Linked DNA regions of Rattus norvegicus: region 2 is linked to region 1. Evidence: chromatin contacts called from public Hi-C data. All regions are on one chromosome and are shown on one strand. The core of a region is the stretch at or near the end of the contact, and the rest is flanking DNA. Distances in the headings are between cores, read along the strand shown.

Region 1 (5,249 bases), core at 804-3,303:
GTCATCAGAGCCTTGAGAGGCCTCTGGCCACTTGACAGGTACAAAGAGAGCCCCTAACTTCTCCAGCAGCACAGGTTGTTTCAATCCCTAAGCTATGAAGAAATGAGCTGGGCCTCTGCCCAGTGCCTTGTAACTGCCCATCCATCAGGTTGAGGTTCCCAAGTTTCAGACAGCTGGCCCAAGAGCCAGAGCAAAACAATGTGATGAAGAATTGGAGGTCCTGAGCTCACCCCCAGGACCAAGGGGCATCAGGGGCGTCGGGGGCATCAGGGGCAGGCAGGGCAGACCCCACTCACCTCCGCCTTATACATGCGAATGAGGCCCTGGTTCACTTTAGACCAGGACGGGACAGCACTGATGTTCCACAGCTGGTTGGAGTGCTCTGCAAAGGGGCCGGTCTTCATCTGGAAAAGAAGTCCAGGAACTAGAGAGGCAGAGGCCACCTAGGTTCTACCTCTGCTCTCTTGCACTATGGAGATACACACACACACACACACACACACACACACACACACACACGGGCTTGGCCCCCAAGGCTTGCTGAAAAAATATAACCTCTGTCACCCACTCCTCTCTTTCACACAGACAAAACAGAGGCTTTGTTCCTATCAAATTTAGCAACCTAGGAAAACAATATGTCCACCCTGAGAGGGTAGAATGTGTTCCTATCCAGACAGCAGGCAGGCTCCCTTCCCCCTCTGTACCTGTCAAGAGGACAGGAAGGGGCTGTGGGAGACTCCACATCAGTACAGGAGGAGTGTTTGTTTAGCAAGGTCAAGAGTAGGGCAGAAGGGCCACAGCAACAAGAGGAGCAGGCACATGGACAGTCCACCAGTGCAGTTCTTCCTCAAACCCTGACTGCAGGAAGGCAGAGAAGCACTGTCACAGTCCAATGCTGTTCCTAGGGCATCAGAGGCACAGCCCGGGGACAGGGAAGGAAGCCTTTGTCCTGAGTACATTCTGCCTGCCACTGAGAGCTCAGGGCCAGTGCACTGGTGTTTATTAGCTCAGTGCGTCCTCCTCACTCCCTGCCCAGGTCCCAGGCAGCCCCGCACTACAGAGAAAGACCGACAAGCCCAGGGAGTCTGCCAAGGAAGCAGAGCCTTGGACCTTGGCGACTGAGAAGGTGGGTGGGTGAGGTGGGGCAGGCTCCGGGAGGAGACAGGATAAGCCAGACTCTCCTCACAGGAGGACATCACAGGCCACTCTACTGCTGTAGCCTTACTTGGTGGTCCCACTCCCACAGGCCTCCAGTTCTGGGAAGGGCAGTTTCTAGATTTAAATTAGAAATGCTGCCATCTTTCCATAGCACCTCCCTTCCCTAGCAAAAATCACCAATGAGAGCCTGTCTCAGAGGCCCCGCCCCAGTGCTGAGGGCAGGTTTCCAAAGCCTGCCCTGCTCCCTCCCAGGCACCTGTGGAGTCTTTCCTTGACCACAGGCACCAAAACTTACAGTGCCCTCGGCTTCCCCAGATCTATCACAACCCTCCCAAAGACTCCGCCCTCTGTCTCTCTACTTCCAACCCTGAGTCTGCACACTGCAGGCTGGACCCCTGAGCCAATTACCAGGGGCTCTGTCGCACAGCAGGTGCTCCAGGGCTGGCTCTGCAAGGGCCCTGGAACAGATAAAGGATGCTAAGATCCTGCCTGGGGACCAGCCTGCCTGGGGGGCCAGCCTGCCTGGGGACCAGCCTGCCTGGGGACCAGCCTCACTCACTAGCAAGGGATACTCAGAAAGGGCTGTCTGGCAGACAGCAGAGCTAGAGGCAGGCCCAGTATGTCCCCTGAGAGGCCACCGCACCCTCAAGGCCTTCAGGGCCTCAGGACTCCTAAGTCCTTCAGAAGGAGGTTCTGCAACTCAGAGAAAGAAAAAAAAAATGAGGGAGAAAAAGAAATTGGGGGTGAGAAGACAAAAAAAAAAAAAAAAATCAGTTCATTCTAGCCACAAAGGGAGAAGAGAAAGAGCGAGAACAAGCAAGCAACTGCAGTCCCGCAGTGACCCCAGGGGAATCGTGTGAGTCAGAGCAGCCATATTGAGCAGGAAATTACTCACAGACGCTGCGTTCCTGCCTCTCCACTCCCCAGAGAATCGGCCTTTTGTAAATGGTTCCTCTGTCAGTAACTGAGGGGGATGGGCGGGGTGGGGGAGGCTCAGCACAGCGCCTTCCTGTCAGCTCCTTCCCTTCCAGCTGAAATCTGATCCCTCCCTTCCCAAAACTCCAAATTTAGAAGCCAGATTGAAACTGAAATTCTTTTCCTGCCTGCCCTGGGCTCTTAAAGGCGCCAGGGCTACATTTCTGAAAGCAGCAGTAGCCCTGTATGGTGGGTTTCCTCCCTTGTCATGCCCAGGGCTATCAAAGCAGTCCTGACACAAGACCCAGCAAAGAGAAGTGGTTTCCTTCCCAACTTCCTTGGGTTTTGTGTGACCAGTAAAGACTGCAGGTCTCCCTGACCAAAAGTCCGAGCATACTGTAGGCTTGAGACCTGGGGTCTGGGTAAAGCCACTCACTTAACTGATGGGGGTTATAAATAAAAACTGCCAACTTCATGACGTGCAGGGGTGGGGGGAAATATCTATATATCTGTATCCATATCTCTGTCTGTCTAGCTATCTATCTGTGAACAGCAGCGGCAGAGCTGCTACAACTGCCCAACCCAAGCAGGCAGACCGCCCTTGCTCCCACAGTGCCTAGCAACCACCCAGAGCTTGACTGACCCCAGAGCCTGGAACCAAGAGAAAAGCAAGCCTTGCAGAGAAGGTGCACAACAGCCAGAAAGCTGCCTCTCCCTCTTCCTACCTCCGTCACTGAAAGCCACCTGAGCTCAGCGCACTTTAGCGCCTCCTTGTGGTTATTTGGGCTACCTTCCTTGGGGTCCTCCAGCCCAAACTTTGGGGAAAGCTTTTGGGGTTTTATACCAGCAGGAAACAGACACATGCACACTAAATCTGAGCACAGGATCGATCACTAGTCTCTGAGGCCCAGCCGCGCTAGCCTCCTTGTTGGAATCACTGACAGGGGCGCAGGGGCTTGGCCAGCCGCCAGAGGAAGCAGTAACAGCTTAGGCTTCTGCCTCAAGCAGCAAGCGCTGCACAATCTGCAGCTCCTTCCCACCCAGTCCTGCCCTCTCACCCTAGAGCCTCCCCATCCCCTCACTGCACGATGAAGTCCTGTAGAGCTGTCTTTCACAGCAGTGAGCCAGGCTGCCCCCAGTCCTTCTGACCTTGAGCTGCCACACTGCTGAAGGCAGCACATCTCTAAGAACCAAGTAGTGGCTGGCCAGCCGTCAGTCCTGGCTCCATTTGCTGACTTGGAAAAAATGTGTCATTCCCCTCTGGCCCCTGGAGCTTGGCACAACCCTGAGGCAAATGCTGACCAGAAGGAACCTAGAGTCAAGGCTGCTAACCAGGCTTTTCCCTGCTCAGAAGCTCAGAACAGGGAGCCAAGAGAGTGGTGTTCATGAGCAGGAGACCACGTGTAATCCACAGGGCAAACATATAGGGGCGTGGAAAGAGAAGACAGGACTGTGTAAACTTGGGATGGGTGAGACTGACTTGAGAGGTACAGGTAGAGCGAACCAAAGGTTCTAATACTTCCTAGAAGCAAGGCCCTGAGACTGTGGGCCCTTGAGAAGATTCTGAGAGAGAAAGCTGGTGTGGGCCCAAAGCCATGGATTTTCAGTCCCTGGGCCACCTTGAGACCATACTGTGGAGAATCCTGCCTCAGTGAGACAAGAGCTTCCAGTCAGGGAATGTGCCAGGTGGTGAGGGCCCAGTGACCGCCTCCACAGGCCGCTTGTTGTCATCTCTTAAACACCACCGAGGCAGAGACAAACTACTCCCAGCACTTCCGCTCCTCTCAGGATTTCAACCTGAGTCCATAAACACAGGGCTCTAGAGACTCACTGCACCCCTAATACAATGCATGGCACCCTTTAAGTCTGCTTCGAGGCCACCAAGTCTAGCTGACAACTACAACTTAACTCATCAGCCCATGGGAGCCGAGTGTGGTGGCTTATTTCTAACCCCAGTCATGAGGCTGAAGCGGGAAGACTATCATGAATTTAAGGCCAGTTTGGGCAGCAGAGTGAGGATCCAACTCAAACGTAACAAAGAAAGGGTCCTCCTGGTTCTGGGAGAAGGCGGCAGCTGGGCAAAGGAGCCCAGCCGCTGAGGTGCCTAACAGAGGCTGGTGTGGCTCTCACCTCGGTGATGAACAGGATGCACTGGAGGAACATGTAGTCCTTGTGGTTTTCGCTCACCGCCTTCTCGTCCACAAAATGTCTGGGCTCCAGGTGGGGGTGGTCTGGGAAAAGCAGAGGCCTGGGCTTCAGAACAGCTATGACCCAGCCTGAGCACAAGGTGCCCACCTCGGACATTTTACAACCACTGCGATGGTGTACTAGGGGAGAGCTATGGTAGAGCCTCTGCTTAGTGCACACATCATAATGGGACTGAGAAACCACATCACCAGCAAGGCACTCACTGTACACAGCTAGCCACGATGCGTGCACCCATGGTGACACTGGTGCACACAAACCTGATGTGCCACCAATCAGCAGAGGTGACAGACATCCTCTTCACCATGACAACAATTCTGTTCCTAGTTGTCAGCACCAGCCTCTGCTGCAAGCTCCATTAGAGAGTGTGGACCCATCTTAGAGGCCACCCGCTGGCTGTGGTGTATATACCTTTACTCCCAGCATGCAGAGATAGGTGAGCTCCAGGACGGCCAGGGAGAGAGTAGCCCTAGTGGAGCTAACTACACCTTCGCTGTGTCAGTCATGGTATCAGAAGCAGGCTCCACAGTGCTCGTGCAATGAGGCAACTGAAGCTACACCCAGGTGACGTGGGACTGTGCCCTAGCAAACTGAATGGATGGATGACATGGATGCCTCCAGCCTTCCAGGCTCGGACTCTACACCTACACAGCAAGACTGAAATCATGCGCGCGCACATATACGCGTACACGCGTGCGCACACACACACACACACACACACACACACACACACACACATCCTGCCAGATGCTGGGGCTACACTAGGTATGCTATCCTCGTGGAGTCTCTGAGAAGGCTGTGGTCAAAGTGCCTAGCATGGCAAGCTGTCAGCCATTAGGTATCTGTGAGCACTACTTAGTAGCAGTCCATTCTCCACAGAACTAAGGAGATCAGTAACGCCGCCCAGTGGCGGATCCCAAGACCTGCCCAGGCCTGGGTAACCCTTTTCACAGTAAGGAGCGTGGCAGAGC
Region 2 (5,249 bases), core at 1,358-3,857, 270 kb before region 1:
TAAGTCTGACTGTTGGAAGCCGACTCTGCACCAGGCAGCACAGAGTGCATAGGTCAAGCCAGGGGTCAGCTATTCAGTCACTTGCTTTCCCTTCAATCCATCCACCCGCCCATGTACGGTCGGTCCACCCACCCACCCATCCATCCACCCACCACCCATCCATCCATCCTTCCACCCATCCATCCTTCAATCCATCCACCCGCCCATGTATTGTCTACCCACCACCCATCCATCCATCCATTCTTCCATCCATCCATCCATCCATCCATCCACCCTTCTTTCCACCTTCCTTCCAGCTTAAGTGTCTCCTCTGACATAGTTCAAGAGAGTCCTGGGACTCAGTCAGTCTCTTCCTTCTGTAATGCTTAATTCCCTCAGGTAAATGAGGGTCACAAGGCCCCAAGAAGCTTACTCAGTTCAGTTAACCAGCCCTGTGAATAAAGCAACATTCTGCTCCTGTACCAAGAACCCTTAATTCAAGCCCCTGCTCCTCTTGGTAACCAAGGAACTAACAAGACTTGCCCCTGGGAGGGAGGCCATGTGGCTCCAACAAGTGGGCCAGCCACCAGGGCAAACAGCTTTTTTCCAGAAAAACTGTGGCGCTCGGGTGTTTCTGGGCAGATCTTGTAGCCTGACTTCCACACTGTTTTCTAGCCTCTTTGTCGTTGATCTGACTCTCAGGGGCAGGGCCAACAGAACAGCAGAGAGCTTCTCTGGTGACAGGAGAGCAGCCTTTGTCCTGTGTCCCAGCTGCTTAGGCGGGGAAGTGGGGATTGGAAGCCAGCTTTTGGAGTATCTGGGGGTCCCTCCGCACCTCAGTCCCACTAAGCCTGTCCAGCTACACCTCCGAGGTGCACCCAAGCAAGCCCTTCCAGCTATGCCAAGGAGGCTGGAAATTTCTACTAAACAGCTCACTCTGGCTCCATTTCCACTCTGCTTGGCAGGGGATGGGGCGGGGCCTGGCTGTTCACAGAACAGGCCCTGCATTCTTGAAGTTACAGTCAAGGGTCACTGGGAGTGGGGCTTGTGGGGCCTGGTGAGCTTCTCAGCCATGAGGAACAAGTGCTCCGTGCTGAAAGCTCACCTCTGGTGAGGCCCTATGCTGTCTGGACAGGCTGGACCCTAGAAACTTTATATAGGGAGGCCAGATCTGTTATTAACCTATTTCAGGCTTGCTTCAAGGCTCTCCAGAGAGCCTGCCTGCAGAAGGGCAGAGCCCAGAGCCTCCAAGGGGGAACGGCTATGCAGAGAGAAGTCTGGCTCTGTGACAGGCCAGAAGGTACTGCTCAGTTACTGAGCTGGAGTGAGTGGTGGTCAAGGGGCCTGGCTGGGTAACCTAAGGGACAGAAGTTAGAGGACATGGTAGCTTGATGGGGATGCCAACTCTGATCCCTGCTAGCACCCAGGAGATACTTGTGCACAGAACCAACTCAGAGGTCCAAAGGTTCTGCATCCTGTCTGCTGGCCGGCTCTAGGACTCTCTCTGGAGAAATCTAAGCGTTTCTCACCCACCCAAGCTAGCCCTTGGCTATAGAGACCTCCGGGTCGGATCGGCTAGTGGCTCAGTCATTCTACTCTGTATGCCCTGTGTGTCACTAGGCCCAAAGACAATGGAGAAAAGAAAAATGGAGAGTTTGCGAAGTGTCCACTGGGTACCAACTGCCAGCAGAAAGAAGGGAGGGCATGAAAGGGTCCCAACCTGTAGGGAGATGACCACAGGCCTTGGAGGGGATGAGCTAGGATAGAAGAAGACCGAGTGCTCCGGTCTCTAGGAACGAACCAGCTGGGGGTGGAAGGAGCAGGCAGGGACAAAAGACCACACTAGGGTGTAGAGGGGACCAGCTTGGGGTGGGAGGGACTACCAGTCTGGGGTGAAGGGGACCCGCAGGGAATCTAAGAACCTCCCGGGGGTAGAGGGGGCCGATCCCGCCCCCGCTCCGCAGGCGGCTTGCCCGGGGCGCTGCGAGCGGGGCAGAGCTTCAGCGGAAAGGAATGCCTGGCTCGGCGGGGGCGGCCGCGCCCGGGGCCGGCCTGGTTCGCGGGGCTCTCGGGGCCGCTGGCGCCGCCGCCCGGGCCCGCGCCGGATCGGGGCGCGCCTCGCAGCGGGGGTGCGCGCCGCCCCTCCCCCATAACTCAAAAGCCTGTCAGGCCGGTTCCAGACTCCTGGCGCCGGGCTCCGCTCCAGGAAAAAAAAAAAAAAAAAAAAGGAACCAGAAAAAGGAAAAAGCAAGCGAGGGAGCGAGCAAGGCCCGCGGCGCGGAACGGTCTACCCACGCGCACAGCCCGCGCGCCCACCCTGGGGACAGGGCGAGCGACACTCGTCCATCTCTATACAGCCCCAACAATCGTTCAGTGGCCACGGCGGGGAGGGGGCACTGTGCAGCCAACGGGTCCCAGAACGCTTCCTCCGGGGCCTCGTGGGTCGGAAGGCGTCCCCACGCCAGGGTCCTGATGTGAGAAAGCTGCTTCGGGGCGGGCTCCAGCAGCACCATGGGGGTAGCAGCGCAAGAGGGAGAGGCGGCTGCGGACCTCCCAGCTCGACCGGGGAGGGGGTGAGGTGACGGGGGCGTGGGAAGACCCCGCCTGGTGCTTTTCCTTTTTTCCCTCCCTTCAACGTCCTTCTGGGTGCAACAGCGCCCAGGGTAGGCAGCCGATAGGAAGGGGTTAAGGGCAGCAATTTAGACAGAAAGCTGAGTCCAAATCTCCCCTGCTGTGTGGCCTTAGGCCAGGGGTTTGCCCCTTCCACTTCCTCTGGAGGGGACGGGGGAGGGGCTTGTCTAGAGCTTGACACTGAACACTGGAGTCCTATCTTCGGTGGGGTTCTTTCCACCTTCAACTGCAGTTCTCAAGTAAGCTCAACCATCCGAGGGTCATTCTCAAAGCCAAGTCAAACTTGGGAGCCCTCACTCCTGGCTGGTCTTTCAAAAGACCGTGCATTGGATAGTCAGAGACTCTGCAGGAGCGGATTAAGTCCAGGCCTGTCTCCCTGCTTTCTGCCTGGGTTCTAAAGTCAAGAAGGCCAGATGGCTCAGATAGTTGAGACAGTGGCTTAGCTGATTCTCTGGGGATGCATTTGGTCTGCCCAGGAAACCCTGGAGAGTTTTCTACCCAAGATACTAAAGTTCAAACGGCAGCGCCTGTCGGCAGACTCAGCCTATACAAAGCTGGCCTGTATCTGATGGGATTTTAAGTCCCTGGGCAGACCCGGGTTTGTGGGCCTGAAGCTTGAGTTCCAGGAGACTTAGTGGGCCATGGGATTCTGCAGGATCCATGGGAAAGTTGTATCTGCTTTCCCAGAGGCTGGTAGTTCAGCTTAAAGGCTGGAGAGATGGCTCAGTGGTTAAGAGCACTGACTATTCTTTCAGAGGTCCTGAGTTCAGTTCCCAGCAACCACATGGCAGCTCACAACCATCTGTAATGAGATCTGATGCCCTCTTCTGGTGTGTCTGAAGACAGTGATAGTGTACTCACATAAAATAAAATAAAAGAAAGAAAGAAAGAGAGAAAGAAAGAAAGGGGCTGGGGATTTAGCTCAGTGGTAGAGCGCTTACCTAGGAAGCGCAAGGCCCTGGGTTCGGTCCCCAGCTCCGAAAAAAAGAACCAAAAAAAAAAAGAAAGAAAGAAAGAAAGAAAGTAAGAAAGAGAGAAGTCCGCCACTCTCGGGTCATTCAGAGGGGAAGGACAAAACTGGGGCTCAAACCCACTTTTGACTCCCTAAGCAGTATGCTCAGTGGCCTCGGTACACGGGGCACCTTCCAAAGGACGCGTCTCACCTCAGCTTTGCTCAGAACAATCTGCTCTGGTGGTATTCCCTTCCGGGGTCTTTGTGTCCCCAGGCACAGTCAATGAGGCCTTTGTTTGTGACCTCACTATTCCAGACCTGCCTTTTTTTTTTTTAATTTATTTTATGTACGTGTGTGATTGTGTGACATGACCGGTGTGTGGAGGTCAGAGGACAACTTGGGGAAGACTGTCTTGTCTTCTACCATGTGGGTTCCTGGAGTCCAACTTTGATTGTCTTGTTTGGCGGAAGCACCCTTATCCTCTGAGCTGTCTTGCTCTGCCCCTCTCCCATCAGCTTTTCTAATGGTCCCCACAATAGGAACCCTCAGGTTCCAAAATACTTCACCAGTTGGCCTAGAGGCATGCGGTCACTGCATGTGGCCGTGAGGTGGTGGTCTCTGGAGAACTGGGACTCTGGTTCAGGACTCCAGCGTGTGCACAGTACTAAGCAGGCATGGGTTTTGCTGAAGGCCTGGCCTCCTGCCTTTCTCAGCCAGGCTTTCAGAGGACTGGGCCAGCCAGGTTCAGCAGCACACAGCAGCTCCTTGGGTGCCTGTCAAGCACAGGAACGGTTGAGATTCCTTGAACCAGGTTCCAGGAAGGGCTCATGGCATCTGGAACGCAGCCCTTCTCCAAAGGGCTCCCTAAATGGATGCCCCTAGCCGAGAGTTATACGCTTACTAAAGGACACCGAGCGGTCATTTTCACCTATGTAGCAAGGTCAAGGCCATCTTGAGCTAAGAGAGACCACCCCCAGCGCCATGTTAAACCAGACATGGTGGCATCTGTTTATCATCTCAGCGTTCAGAAAGCAGAAGCAAGAGGTCAAGGGCTGGCAGAGGGAAGCAGCAGAGATTACCCATGAACTCTTGGGAGAGCCAGCCCTCTCACCCTTCCCTAGAAACTCTCTCCCATGCTGCTGAGTGGGGAAGCCTGGCCTAATGACAAGAGTCTCCACTCCTTTCTTTTTTTTTTTTTTGGTTCTTTTTTTCGGAGCTGGGGACCGAACCCAGGGCCTTGCGCTTCCTAGGTAAGCACTCTACCACTGAGCTAAATCCCCAGCCCCCACTCCTTTCTTTCAGTGCTGGTCCAGCAACGGCCTCAGAAGAGGCTGTTGGACCTCAACATACCCATCCATACAATGGGGCCATGAGGACACCTCTTTCTGGGGTGAGTGGGAGGGGCCAGTGGTTTGTAGGGTGTGAGTGGCTTTGCATAGGACCCCATACACACAATGGAACAGAACTGCTGCTGTTACGGTTGTTACTAGGAAGATGCTCATGGGCTCAGGGGCTGGTGACAGATGGGAGGGGCTGGGAGTGCAGCGCTGCAGATAGTGTTTGTCGAGCATGCAGGAGGCCTGATCTATGGCACCAAATAAACCCAGCTGGTGGCAGACACTTGTAAGTCACACACACCTGGGGAGGGTGCAGACAGGAGGGACAAGGAGGCCAAGGTCTTCCTTG

What was found. Hi-C and Micro-C count contacts between places; a contact is called where the count stands out from the background.
Region 2: a contact with region 1 is called in a Hi-C map of Schwann cells, with 5 times the contacts expected there. The contact joins two enhancer-like sites. A contact is called at or near these places in 4 of 12 Hi-C or Micro-C datasets (the A7r5 cell line, the Rat2 cell line, Schwann cells and 1 more) and 1 of 1 datasets of contacts at active chromatin or transcription factors (oligodendrocytes).

What each region holds. Positions count from the first base shown.
Region 1 is chr3:34,108,550-34,113,798 of GRCr8, reverse strand. It overlaps Ptpa (protein phosphatase 2 phosphatase activator), which reads right to left. Exons shown (of 10, transcript NM_001108577.2): 8 at 4,204-4,304; 9 at 297-404. Among named protein-coding and RNA genes, the nearest start is that of Ptpa, 24 kb to the right of the region's middle. Within about 2 kb of position 2,053, at least 83 of the 93 cell types and tissues checked have an H3K27ac peak or open chromatin away from gene starts, as enhancers often do. A contact at or near this core is called in the A7r5 cell line and Schwann cells, where this site is marked.
Region 2 is chr3:34,380,534-34,385,782 of GRCr8, reverse strand. No RefSeq gene overlaps it. Among named protein-coding and RNA genes, the nearest start is that of C3h9orf50, 100 kb to the left of the region's middle. Within about 2 kb of position 2,607, at least 53 of the 93 cell types and tissues checked have an H3K27ac peak or open chromatin away from gene starts, as enhancers often do. A contact at or near this core is called in the A7r5 cell line and Schwann cells, where this site is marked.